3 separate regions of the Gossypium hirsutum genome follow, and regions 1 and 3 are each linked to region 2. Evidence: chromatin contacts called from public Hi-C data. All regions are on one chromosome and are shown on one strand. Each heading gives the region's core, a stretch centred on a gene start, on an enhancer-like site or on the middle of the called end of the contact. The rest is flanking DNA. Distances are from core to core; before and after follow the strand shown. Region 1 holds the start of LOC107951611 (40S ribosomal protein S18). Region 2 holds the start of LOC107952014. Region 3 holds the start of LOC107951612.

Evidence for each region. Hi-C and Micro-C count contacts between places; a contact is called where the count stands out from the background.
Region 1: a contact with region 2 is called in a Hi-C map of leaf, with 3 times the contacts expected there. The contact joins the promoter of LOC107951611 here to the promoter of LOC107952014 in region 2. A contact is called at or near these places in 6 of 34 Hi-C or Micro-C datasets (callus, hypocotyl and leaf).
Region 3: a Hi-C map of hypocotyl shows a contact between it and region 2, with 3 times the contacts expected there. The contact joins the promoter of LOC107951612 here to the promoter of LOC107952014 in region 2. A contact is called at or near these places in 9 of 34 Hi-C or Micro-C datasets (callus, hypocotyl, leaf and 1 more).

Annotation. Positions count from the first base shown.
Region 1 is chrA02:10,636,004-10,640,369 of Gossypium_hirsutum_v2.1, forward strand. It overlaps LOC107951611 (40S ribosomal protein S18), which reads left to right and starts at 2,169. Exons shown (of 4, transcript XM_016886712.2): 1 at 2,169-2,299; 2 at 2,537-2,697; 3 at 2,972-3,160; 4 at 3,480-3,758. The coding sequence starts at 2,297. The coding sequence ends at 3,585.
Region 2 is chrA02:10,856,664-10,861,268 of Gossypium_hirsutum_v2.1, forward strand. LOC107952014 reads right to left here and starts at 2,836. Exons shown (of 3, transcript XR_005911929.1): 1 at 2,209-2,836; 2 at 1,823-1,937; 3 at 880-1,655.
Region 3 is chrA02:10,658,925-10,663,574 of Gossypium_hirsutum_v2.1, forward strand. It overlaps LOC107951612, which reads left to right and starts at 1,699. Exons shown (of 3, transcript XM_016886713.2): 1 at 1,699-2,192; 2 at 3,956-4,036. The coding sequence starts at 2,034.

The DNA of each region.
Region 1 (4,366 bases), core at 919-3,418, 220 kb before region 2:
AGCAAAGAGCTAATTTCAGGAGAGCTCTTACTAAGCTTTCTCAATTTTTAGTTGAAAAAACAACTAAAGAACAAGAAGCTCATAATTTATTATTAAAATCCATTTTATATCGCGATTGGGAAGAACTAGAAATTAGCTTTAGATATTAAGGAGATAAACAATCTTCTTGATATATTTCAGTATTTTATTAAAAAGGGAACAAATAATCCGATTATAAATAAAATGTTTAGATTATGTTTATATAATAAATCTAGGTATATTCTGCTTGTAGAAATATTTACAAAAATAAATAGAACCATTTGCAACCAGCAAGCACAATTTCAAAAAGCTTTTTCAGAATATTTTCTACAAGCTTATGTTTTCACAAACGATTTAAATGAAAAATTCCCTACTATAAAGTTTAGACTTGATTATGAACTATTTGATATAAGCAGTATTGAATGGGTTTTGTTAAAGAAATAACAGTTCAAAATTTTTCTTTCCATTTATTAAAAGATTTTTCTACATTTGTTAAAACTATGTTATTACGTATGGTATATGAAGATGATTTTATTATTATTTTCATCTTGAAATCAACAGTCTTATTGGTATAGCTAAAAAAGAAAAATTTTATCAACCATATCAAATTTGAATCATTAAAAAAATGATTGGAGGTCTCAACCTTTCAGCAGCTAAAAAAGAGAAAGAACACTTTACAAAAAATATTGATAAGTGTTACAATAATCCCAGTTATTATCAGATCTAAGCAGGAATAGATTTAATGACCAAAGCCCAATATTTACTTCAACAAAAAACTTATAGCCTCTAGACTGATAGAAGAAGAATATTGGCATATGATATTGGAGTTGGATACACTCAGGATGATAGAAATAAAAAATATAGTTAACATAGAGATTGAAGATTTTTCATCACATATAATAGAAGAAATCAAGAACACGTGGGAAAATTGGAACTCACCAAGACTGTCAATTGATTCATTACATCTAGATGAAATTGAGGAAATGAATCTAGATAATATTCAGAAAGGATAAAAGCCAATTGGAAGAAACCAATAAAAATATCAAGGAAGTAACATGAGAAAGCAACATTCATGTCTAGACAAAAAAGGAAGCAACGTGGAAGCAACCATGTCATGGCAAAAATCATCAAATTAATGATGAAACATCATACTTATCAGAAAAACTATGCAGGATTCAAAGAAAATTAAATAGAGTTCAAGAATTCTCCTATAAATATAAATGAAGGAAGCCTAAGGAGGCATCGAAGTTAGAAAACCTTTCCCTATACACTTCTCATCCGCCAACCTCTCTTCATATCTACTTTTATCAACAATCTCTCTTTCTTTGTAAAAAATATTTTCCTTATTACTAGTTTTATTTTGTAAATTTATAATATTATCTATTGTCTCCCGTATCCCTTTGTAATTGGTATCAGAGCATCAAGGCTTTGAAATTAGTTGTTGGTAACTTAGTTGATCAAACATTAAGTCTCTTTGTTGAAGGCCCTGTCAGGTGAAATTTAGTCATATGATAAAGGAGGCAATGGATTTTAAAAAAAATTACATTCTACCCAATTTTTTTTTACATTACGATAAATTTAGCCCTTAACATTTAATCATTTTGTCACTTTGATTTTTATTTTTATTTTTTATTTTTGAATCATTTTGGTCCTTTAACTTTCAAATTTTAGTTAAATTATTTTCTTTTGAAAAAAAAATTTGACTAAACTATTAAAATTTTAACGGCATTAACTAAACTATATTTCGTACTAAAATTATCAATTCTTTTTTAGAATAATTATAAAAAAATTAAAATTTGATTCTAACACATTTATCAAATAAGTCATTAAGGGATTACTCTTTAAGGAATAATTACCACTTAGATACTTGTTCTTTTATATATATTTTTGGTACAACTTTTTCTTTTATATTTAATACTAAATAACTAAAATTTTTGCTTATAAAAGAAATAAATAACTACCATTTTAAAAACTTATTCACTTAAAAAAATTAATTAATTAATTTATTTATTCTTATTTAGATTATAATAATTTTAATAAATATTATTGTTTTGAAGTTTATGGATATGGATATTGATATTTATATTGGTTGTCCAAAAGTAAAAGATGATTTTGGGTTTTAGCCCAAAAACCCAACCCTAAAAGCCCACCGCAATCAATATATAATTTGTTAGAAGAAACCCTAGTCTATAGCTTGGCCTCCATTGGTATACTTCAAAGCTCATCTGTCAACCCAGAGCCCCTTCTCTCCGCCGAATCTCCTTTTTCTCCCGTAAAAATGGTAATTACAAATCCATCTTTTGCATCCGAATCCCCAATATTCACAACTCTCTTCTCATCAATTCATTACTTCATCTCTTCCTGTAGTTTTAACATGCTTTGTTTCTTGATCCGACTAACTGGAAAGGGGTTGTTATGAGCGTTTGTAAACTGGGACTTATATTATTTGAATTGGGGTTTATATTTTCTTCCCAAAGATTGTTGCTTTTAACCTCATTTTAATGTTTTATGTGTGTAGTCTCTGGTGGCCAACGAAGATTTTCAGCACATTTTGCGTGTCCTGAACACCAACGTTGATGGAAAGCAGAAGATTATGTTTGCTTTGACCTCCATCAAGGGTATCGGAAGGCGTTTCGCCAACATTGTTTGCAAGAAAGCCGATGTAGACATGAACAAGAGGTTTGCTTTTATCTTTCAAATTTGCATGTACAATGAAATACTGTTTATATATCCATTCTAGTCCTTAATTTTGAATAAGATGATTTATGGTACAAAGTTTAGGCAATGATATATGATTCGATCCCAATAGTTTTCGCATTGATTCGAATGTAACTTAGATCGAGTTTTCTTCCAGGTTCGAATTATGTATATATGTAGAGTAAGAGTGTAGGCTTTGGTATAATTAAATTGCTGAATGGCTTTCGGTTCTTGGTGCTACTTTTGTCGTTATTAGGGCTGGTGAACTGACTGCACAGGAATTGGACAATCTCATGACGATTGTGGCGAACCCGAGGCAGTTTAAAATCCCAGATTGGTTTTTGAACAGGCAGAAGGATTACAAGGATGGAAAGTATTCCCAAGTTGTGTCCAATGCTCTCGACATGAAGTTGAGAGATGACTTGGAGCGCTTGAAGAAGATCAGGTTAATTCCTTTTTTCCTGTTGATCTGTGCTAGAGTTAGCTTTTGCCCTTGTATATTTGATGCCTTAAAAGAACAATTGCTTTTGCCAATTTGTGTTACAAAGTTCTTATGCTGTATTGGTGATGTTTGTCGTTGATTAATATGAGAAAATAGCTGCAATAACCAGAGCTTAGAAATTTGAATACATTGTGTGTGCATATATTGGTTTGGTTAGTATACATGATAAATTGTTAAATGAACAATTTGCGATGTTATTTTATGGGGTACTGGGGCATGGGACGGAAACTGAACTAACTATCGATGTAAAACTGTGATGCAGGAACCACCGTGGTCTGAGGCACTACTGGGGCCTTCGTGTACGTGGTCAGCACACCAAGACTACTGGTCGCCGAGGAAAGACTGTTGGTGTGTCTAAGAAGCGTTGAATTCTTCATAACATAATCTATAGTATGATGAGGCAGATATTTATTTCTTTGCTTTTAAGCGATGTTTGCATCAAAGACAATTTTGGATTTGGTTTTGTTGTTTTAGTTGGTTTTTTAAACCTTGCAGACAAGTAGTGTTTCTCTTTTAATCGATTGTTTGATCTTTTTATCAATTGACATTAAGGATACCTGCTTTGATAGATTAAGATTACACATGTTTTCTTCACCTCAAGTCCAAGTCCTGAAGAATTGGTGGTGTCCATGACCAGATTGGGTTATTCACATATGGGTATTAACATCACATGGTTGTTCATGTTGGGTGCTCATATTTATAAATGATTGCTTTTATATGAAAATATATTATATTTATTTAATATTATTGAAAATAGGCATTTGTTACAGTGTTCAGGGACTTAATCTGTAAATTTCTCGTTTTGATTGGAAATTGAAAAAAGGACTTTAAGGGTGACGCAAACTTTTAAATATGGTAAATTGCTTTGCAAGCCATATTGTTTATTATTTTCTTTTAATCCCTTTAAACATAAAAAATAGAAAGGCTTCTTGATAATCAGTTCAAAAAGTTTTTTCTATTTTTGTAAAGAAGTCGATCTCAACTGGAAATGAATCTTATTTTGCGAAAAATAATTTTTTTGTTTAAATTATATTTGACAGAGCAGTTAACTGTATTTATTGTAATTTTCTTTCACTAACATTATATTTAGAAATTCTAAATTAACTAATAATTATAATGTATACATAATAAGATTTTTTAAATGCTTTT
Region 2 (4,605 bases), core at 1,586-4,085:
AACTTAATGGGATGGAGAAAGCCCAAATTTTAGATTCTTATTAAGCAAGTAATAGCTTAAAATTTCAAACATATAATCTTATACGTTTGAAATAAATTTCAAAAAGAGAAATGAGTGAGTAATTTTAAGCTTCAAAAGAGATTTGTTCATAAGTCTAACTGAGTTCATCCTGAGCTTAGAGAATGATATTTTTTATTGTTATCTTAGGTCAGGTTTGATCCAACTTGAAATAATAGTTTGCTATTTTCACCAAACCTATCTTGAATTATTTCGAAATTATTCGGCTTGGCTTTACCCATACAAATTATGGTCCAAACAAATCTATTGAATTCCACAATAGTTCAAAGTTCAAACTAGTAATTTAGGGATAAATATAAGAATTTAGAATTATATATAAATTTTGGTTTAACGTGTAATATAGTACATGAACTTTAATTTTGTTTAACTATATCATGAAGTTTTTATTTTAGTTCAATCTTCTCAACTGCTAGCACCATTACTGGTGTGACACTATTTCAAGTTTACTTGTGACATACACGAATTATTATATTTATTAAATATGAAAATAATTAGATTAATTTATTTTTATAAATGTATATAATTGAATCAAAATCATAGTTTTTTTATATATATTTGAAGCAAAATAAAATTTGATATATATAATTGCACAAAATCAAAATTCAACATAACATTATATATTAGATCAAAATATGTGTCATTTTCAGATTTATCATAATAATTTAGGATGTAAATAGGGGAACAACTTAAGCAAGACAGAGAAATGTCAAGAAAACCTTTATATTAACTCAAATTTTTTTTACTCAATTCGACCGAAAGCTCACCTCTATTCACGAGTACACTAATTATTTTGATTGAACCTAAAATCTTTGATTAAAATTATAAAAAAAAAGAAAATTAACAAATATCTCATGCTTTTAAGTTAAAGGTGAAAATGAAGGCTCACAGCTGAACATGAAAATGCCTCTTATTTTTAGGTCAAATTCATGCTTTAAAGGTTTTAAATTTTAAGAATTATAATATGGGTTTGGGTTACCTTTTTTTTTGTGATAAAACAAACTAAAGTAATTACATCAAATTAAAATGTTCAAAAGCCCTACTGGCTTGATCTTTTTGTAACACTTCTAAGACTTCATTAGGGGCGTCTTCATAAACTTATAATCTTGACTCCCACTCTAAACTCAACTTAGCCAAACCATCAGCAACAAGATTAATTTCTCTAGGAATGTACATGATAAGCCACTGACCTTCAGTTCTCATAATCCATTGTACCCTCCTAATAACAGTAATTCCCACATCCACTAACATACCATCAGGCAAAGCTCTAACCACCTCCAGATTATCGATTTGCATCGTGGCTTTGTTCAAACCTTTGCTAGTAGAATAAGTATGCCATCTAGAATGCCCATAGTTCAATCTCGAAAACTGAGCACTTTCCCAAATAGTGATTGTACCCCAAGATCCAGCTTCCATTTTGTTTTCATAGCACTCCATCAGCAGTAACACTTCTAGAGCCTCTATCAACCACACCATCAGTGAAAAGATGTACCCAATTGTCTGTCGAGGATGCTCGAACACCAGTAGGATGATTATTTTGCTTGAACCCAATATGGCTGAACTCATACTGTTGAGCGCAACTATAAGAAACTTTAACAATTTCAAGAGCATTCCAAGAGATACCTTGAAAGATAAATAGATTCCTATTTTTCCAGATATGCCAAGCTATTAACCCAAAAAGACAAGACCAAGTTATCCTTCGCCTAAGCAACATCTTGTAACAAAGAATGTTAGAAGTTAACCAAACCTGTAAAGGCTAGGAGAAAAACATGTGTTGTTGATCCAAAGGGACAATCTACATCCACACTTGTTTCGCTGTCGAACAATCCCGAAGCACATGTAAGATTTCCTCTGTTTTGTTCCTACAAAAAGAACAGAAGTTATCATATCCTATTCCTCACGTAGTACGCTTCATATTAGTAAGCAATCTTTGTTTAGAAACCAGCCACAAGAAATATTTGACTCTCTGAGGCCCTGGTACTTCCGCGTGTTCTTCCAGAAATCATCTTTAGGATTCCAAGTACTTTCCTTTAAAGACCAAAAGACACTTCAAGCAGAAAAAGACACTATCGTCGTATGAGCCCAAATAATCCTATTCGGTCCCAACGATGAGTGGGGGGAAGGAATACTTACTATTTATCTAACGACATCTTCTGATAACCAAACACAAAAAAGATCAAGATTTCAAGCTTCGTTCGGTGTAACCATTCTAGTGAGAAGGCAATCTAAGGCAAGATTAGTGTGAGTAGGAATTTGTATGATCAGAGGTCCTACTGTCAGAATCCATGAATCCTTCCAATAATGAATGCTATTACCATTTCCTACTGACCAAGCCAAAATTTCTCGAAATAATAGCCATACCTTTGAAAGGGCCCTTTCAAAGATAAAAACATCTACTTTGAGTAATGATATCCAGTAGTTGTTCTTTTCAATCATACTTAGCACGAAGGCCTTAGACCCAAAGAGCACTATCATTAGAAGCCAAATTGAACCCAATCTTCACCAGAAACGAAGTGTTTTGATCTCTCAAATACCGAAGACCAAGAACACCACAAAACCAAGGCTAATAGATGGATTTCCACCCGACTAAAGCCATCTTTTTCTATCCTCTAGAGTAACCCCAAATAAACTGTCTGGCCATTTTTTCAATTTCTGTGCAAGTTCCCTTAATAATTGCATAAAATAATTAGGAATTGAGAGAAGGACAGATTGAACCAAAGTAACTCTACCAGCTAAGGACAACTGTCTAGCATCCCAACTTTGTAATTTATGCCGAACCTTTTTCACCAGAAAACTTAAGGTAATATTGGTGACCTTTTCGTGGAGAAGAGGCACCCCCAAATATGAGTCAAGATTCTAAACCTTTTGAAACCTAAGGATCTCTCACAAATCTGATTGTTTAAGGCATCCCCAGTTCCATTAGAAAATAAAATATTACTTTTTAGGGCATTGATCTTATGTCCAGAATAACCACAGAAGTGTTCCACAATCCTATTAAGTACTTGTGCTTGCTCCAACTCTGCTTTGCAAAAAATAACTAAGTCGTCTGCAAAGAAAACATGAGATAAAGCAAGTCCAATCGTGAAAGCAGAATAGGACACTAATCACTAGAGTTTATAGCAGTACGAATATTACATCTTAACCATTCCATACACAAGACAAAAAGATAATGAGATAGAGGGCAACCCTGTCTAATACCTCTTGTCAAAATCTGCATCGTTAAGAAGATATGGCGATATAAAATATGGGTATCAGGAGTTTGGGTCTATTATTTATAAATGTATATAAAAATATAATATATTTAAAAGGGAGGGATAAACTTACATCGATATAAAATTTAAATGGTTTTACATCTTTCCGTAACTTTTTATATAATTATATTTTAACAATTCGACTGTAATATTTCATTCTCCTTTCATGTAGATTATGCATGTCAAGTTTGGCATAAATTAAAAATTTCTAACTATTCGTTTATGTATAAAAAATTCAACTGTTAAATGTATATTAATATAGACAATATTCTAGATCGATATGATAAAGATATCGGATCGTTCAAAAATATGCATGCATGCCAAGTGCAGATATACTGATAAATTCAATGGTTGAATTATTAGAATATTAATCGTATAAAAAGTTACAAGAGAATGTAAAACCACTTACGTTTTACACCGGCGTAAGTGGACCCCTTCCCTATTTAAAATATTAAATAAACATATATATAATCATGTTATATTGGGTTGGGTTGAATTCTAGTCTCTGGCTCATTTTTAAAACGTTTATTTATTTTTTGCATAAACTCATACTTTAAATTTAATATTTTTATTCAAATCCTCTCAGATTTCAAATAAACCTTTAAGCTACCTACATTTTAAATACTCTATTCTAAATTAGCTTTTATAAAAGCGGAAAACATTTAAACGTAACTTTTTGTTTAGTTTTTTACCCTATAAATAATGCTATATTTTTTTTTTTATGTTTTGATTTTGAAGCAATGCTTTTGAAATGTGATTGTGAAAATCTGTGGTGAACAAAAAAATTAATTTAATTTAAGATTTCAAGTATTTCATATTGGTGTCGAAAACTTTTGTTAGAAATTTAGAATGTGTAGGCTATAAATAATGTTGAGCGGTAAAATAATAAATTAATTTAAATTATATTCAAATATATAAAATATAAGCTTTAAATAATTTTAAATGTAGATTCTAAACACTTTTTAAGCAATTAAGAGGGTTAATTTATAATTTTTTCATCCAAGTAAGCTTTTGCAAAAACTAAAAATTGGGTTTTTTTCTTTCTTTCTTTTTTTTTTTTTTATGTTTGACTTGAAAAGTTAATTTGAAAGTAAAGTTGGGTGTTTATCGAGGTTTTGAAGGTGGATTTAAATAATAAATTTTTGAGAGAGATATAATGTAATTTTATTTTTATGTTAATGTAAAATATTATATTTTTAAAAGATTAAATTATAATTTTTTAACGGTGAAAACTTAATTTTAAATTTTAGGTATCTAAATGTAATAAAAACCAACTTTC
Region 3 (4,650 bases), core at 449-2,948, 200 kb before region 2:
GGGTGTGTGCTTGGGCCGTGTGGTTTTGGCAGAATGCCCAGGTTTTCAGACACAGGTTCGAGACATAGGCGTGCCCCTAGCACACAGTAGTGTATTCTATACCCACACGGGCATGTGGAGCTTTAATGCATGAGATTTTCTAAGTTTTTCATGAGTTCTCGGTTGGGTTTCGAACCACCCCGGATGTATGTTTTAGGCCTCGTAAGCCCGTATATGAGATAGATTGCTTGTGAAAAGAGAAATTTTTAAATTGTTTGAAAATTTACGGCCCAGTTTTATACAGTTGGTTGAGTTTGAGTCGAGTAGCACCACGAACCCTATCCTAGCGTCGGATACGGGTGAGGGGTGTTATATTATCTTACTTGTAACTATGAGTGATGGGGAGCACACAGTCATAATTAACATCGAATTGTTAATTGTGGACCAACCTTTCACATACAATGCCATATTTGGAAGGCCACTAATAAGAAAAGCTAAGTTAATTCTAGCTACCTTTAGTGTAACAACTAAATGCCCAACCCCTCAAGGAACTGACATATAGAGGTCAACCAACAAAAAAAAATTGCCACATCTTATCATTGTAGTTAACACAATAAGAGAACCCATTGAAAAATAGAGTGAGGAGTAAGAAAGACACAACAAGACTTCTTCAAATAAACATTGACAATTAGGTGAATTTCTTAAATAAAATCACATTGAAGTTGGAAAGTCTATACATAGGATTGGAGTTGAGCTTATATAAAGTAAAATCTACAGAGAAAATAAAGAACTTTTCCCTATTTGAGAGTGAGGCGGATAAAATAACCAAAATAGTGGCAAGTCTCCCCAAATTGGAAAGAATAGCTCTAACAAGGTTATTGAGAAACAACGTGGATATCTTCATATGGACCATCATAGACATGCTAGGCATCGACCCTTTAGTAATTGTCCATTCATTGAATGTTACAGCTTGGAAAAATCGATTAAACAGAAGAAAAGAGAATTTTTGAATAAGAAAATCCAATGGGCCAAAACTAAAGTAACCAAGCTCCTATCCACTATTTTATCTGAAATGTAGTCTATTTAGATTAAGTGTCAAATGTAGTGATGGTTAATAAACCCAATAGGAATTGGTGAATATGCATGGACTTCACCAACCTCAACAAAGCATACCCCAATGATAACTTTCCCCTACTGTCTATCAATAAGTTAGTTTATTCAACCGCTAGTCATAGGTGCATGAGCTTCATGGATGTATTTTCAGAGTACAATCAGATCCAAATAAATTCCAATGATCAAGAGAAAACCTATATTATTATAAAAGATGACCTATTCTATTACAAGATAATATCTTTTGGCCTAAAAAAAACAAGGGCCACTTATCAAAAATTGGTAAATAATGTTTTTAAGAAGCAAATTAAAAGACATATGTAGGTCTATATGGATGATATGATAGTCAAAAGTGTGACCATGGACCAACACTTGAAAGATTGATAGGAGGTGAACCATTCTCTCTCTCACCTGTTCTCATTTCAGCTTCAATAAGCGCTTATCTTCTACCATCTCCAATCACCTTATCTAACGAACCTTTGCCTTGTACTAAACGAGATGCATTACATATCCCCATCATTATGTCCATTCTCCACCTTGTTCAATTAAGCCATCAACAAGGTTATAATATTAAAATAAAAATAAAGGTATATGGATTATTTAAGAAGCACGTACAAACGTTGGAATATGGACGGTGTGAACTAATTACCAAAACATTGAATCTCCTTTTTAAAGTGCTTATTTTATTATTCAAAATCCAAACGTCAATTAAAAGCTGTATCCATTTATGTTACGCGGTTCAACCGCACTGTTTAAACTGTCCCTCCAGCCTCTCTTTGTCTTCAAACTAAAGTTACCAAAAACGAACCAACCTTTCTCTCTTATACAAAATAACCAGAAAAAAAATATTTAAAAAAGAAAGAAAAAAGGGAAAAATTCTCTCTTTTTTCATCAATCGTGAAAAGCTTCTAAAAGCTTTTTCGATCAGAACCCAATCGAGGAATATGGGGAAGAAAAGGAAGTCAATAGCGACGAGCCTTGATGAGGTGGATCGGACTATGTATGCTTCGTTTTGCAGCGCTGCTAACTCTTTGTCTCAACTTTATACTCAGGCTATGAACCAGCAGAAACTCTCCTTTCAAGCCGGAAAAGGCCATAGCCTTGTACTCTCTCTTTCGTTAAAATTTTGTGTCTTTATTCGTATGCAATATTATATTGATGGGTTTTTGTATCCGATTTTTGAATCATGATTTTGTGTTTTACTTAGGTAGTTTAAAGTTATGATTTTGATCAATCTAGCCTGCTATATATATATTTATATATTTATATTTAATAATTATTGCAAAAAAAGAACGTATTTTTTATGTGGATACGGTTAGGGATTTGCTGGTTTTGCGTTAATATGATTAGCTTTTGTTCTGCTTGTGTTTCTGGGTATATTGCATTTTTTTGTTTGTGTGCTCTAGCTTGAAGGCAACTTGGTGCATTTTAATTTTGTTCAAAAACCTAAATGATAATTGTAATTAACAAAAAAAAAAGTTGTGGTTAATATGTTGATTTTTTTTGTCATCTTCTACTTATTTCTAAGAGTGGAACCGGTTGGTGTGGTAAGTTTAAACTCTTGGTGAGGTTCGAGTTGAGCTAATCTTTTGGTGAGCATTGATACATTTATAATAATGGTTTTCGAGTCTACAAAAGAATTTCCCTTTTCCTTCTTAGGTTCAATACTCTCTTATTGCATTGCCTTATTTGTGAAAACTGAGGAGTTTGGAAATTGAAGTACTGAAGTTAATAAGACCATTGATATTGCTTGCTTAAGTATATACTGTTTAAAGCTTGAATGAAAACTTGTTAGCCAGAGTCATCAATCCAGCTTTTCTAGAACCCTTTCCAGAGTTGTGATGTTACCTCTTTTTAGTGTTATTAAATGGGGTAAAAAATGGGAGGGGCGTATTGGCAGTTTGACGGAAGATTATTAATCTTTGATGGAGTCGCCTCACTCAAATGTGTTCAGACATGCTTTAGAAAAGCCGGATTATTGCATTTGTATGTTTGTGTGATTTAGCTTGAAGGCAGTGTGGTGCATCTTAATTTTGTTTAGAAACGTAACTGTAATTAACCAAAAAAAAAAAAAAGGTTGTGGTTAGTATGTCGATTTGTTGTTGTGTTATACTTATTTCTAAGAGTGGAACCAGTTGCTTCATGGTGTTTAAACTCATGGTGAGGTTGAGTTGAGCTAATCTTTTGGTGGGCATTGATGCATAATAAAAAAGGTTTTCAAATCAACAAAAGAACTTCCTTTTCCCTTCTTAGGCTCAGTGCGTTCTTATTGCATTGCCTTATTTGTTAAATTGGAGGAGTGTGGAAATTGAAATACTGAAGTTTTTCTTTCATCTTTTAGGTTAAGATTTCAGTCTTCACTTCCTTAGGCTTCTTAAAAGTGTAGCTAACGAAACCATTGGTATTGTTTGCTTAAATGTATGTTGTTTAAAGCTTGAATGGAAACTTGTTAACCATAATCATGCAACCATTTTATTTAGAAGCCTTCCAGAGTTTTGATGTTAATTTCTTTTAGTGTTAAAAAATAGTAACTAAAAAAGGGAAGGGTGTATTGGCAGTTTGACGGCAGATTATAAATCGTTGATAGAGTCAGCTCTCTCAAATGTGCTCAGACATGGTTTACAGTTATTATATTCAACTTGGAAGTTTAATTTCTAAAGAGGACTCTGGATGTCTTGTAAATTCTGCATGTTTCCTTTGTTAAGAGCAAAGGTCTATGTATATTTTCACACAATATTGAGTGTAAAATCTATGAAATTATAAAATTTCAGCCTTTATTTGGGATCTTGCTTATCCAATCATCTGTGAAGTGCTTCTAGTTGCGAGTTAGAAGTTAAGCTAATAGGACATTTCAACTTGCTTTCAGGAAAAACTTTATCAGTGGATTTGGAGACAACAAGAGGGAGGATCAAGGGTAACAACAATGGATATCCTCAATTACCTTCAGGTTTGTTGTTCTTTTTTACTGTTTTATCATTCGCAGTTGAGGCAGAAAATGAATCTGAATGCATAAACTTGCCTGGAAAAAAATCCAGATCCAGACTCTTGCATATCTAAATTATCATAAAAGCCAAACACCCTAAACCTAAAAGAATCCAAACATGAAGCAACCTGAACCCCAATTATCCAAACTTGAGATTGACCTGATTTAAATTCATAATAGCTCAAACTTAATAAAAAAAATATATTTAATAACAATGTTCCTCAAACCCAAGATACAACCCAGTCCTGAAATGGTTTGAACTTGAACCTGATATAGCCTGTTTGAAATTGTTTGTTTTCTCCTGTATCTGCCTTTCACTCTTGGAATGTGTTCATTCTGGAATTCTGTTATGAATACCTTAATGCATGTGGGCGCATAAAGATAGGCCTTATGCCATTTTATATTTAATGTAGCTCATTGAAATATTGTCTCCAGGCTCACTATTAAGGTTGGATGAATATCACTTTTCCTTAATTGCCTTTTTGAAATTGTATGACATATCCTTTGTCCTTTGCTGTCATTTTCAATTTGACTGTCATGTCTCTTCCTTCTTTCTTGTGTACCAGAGGGTCATATCC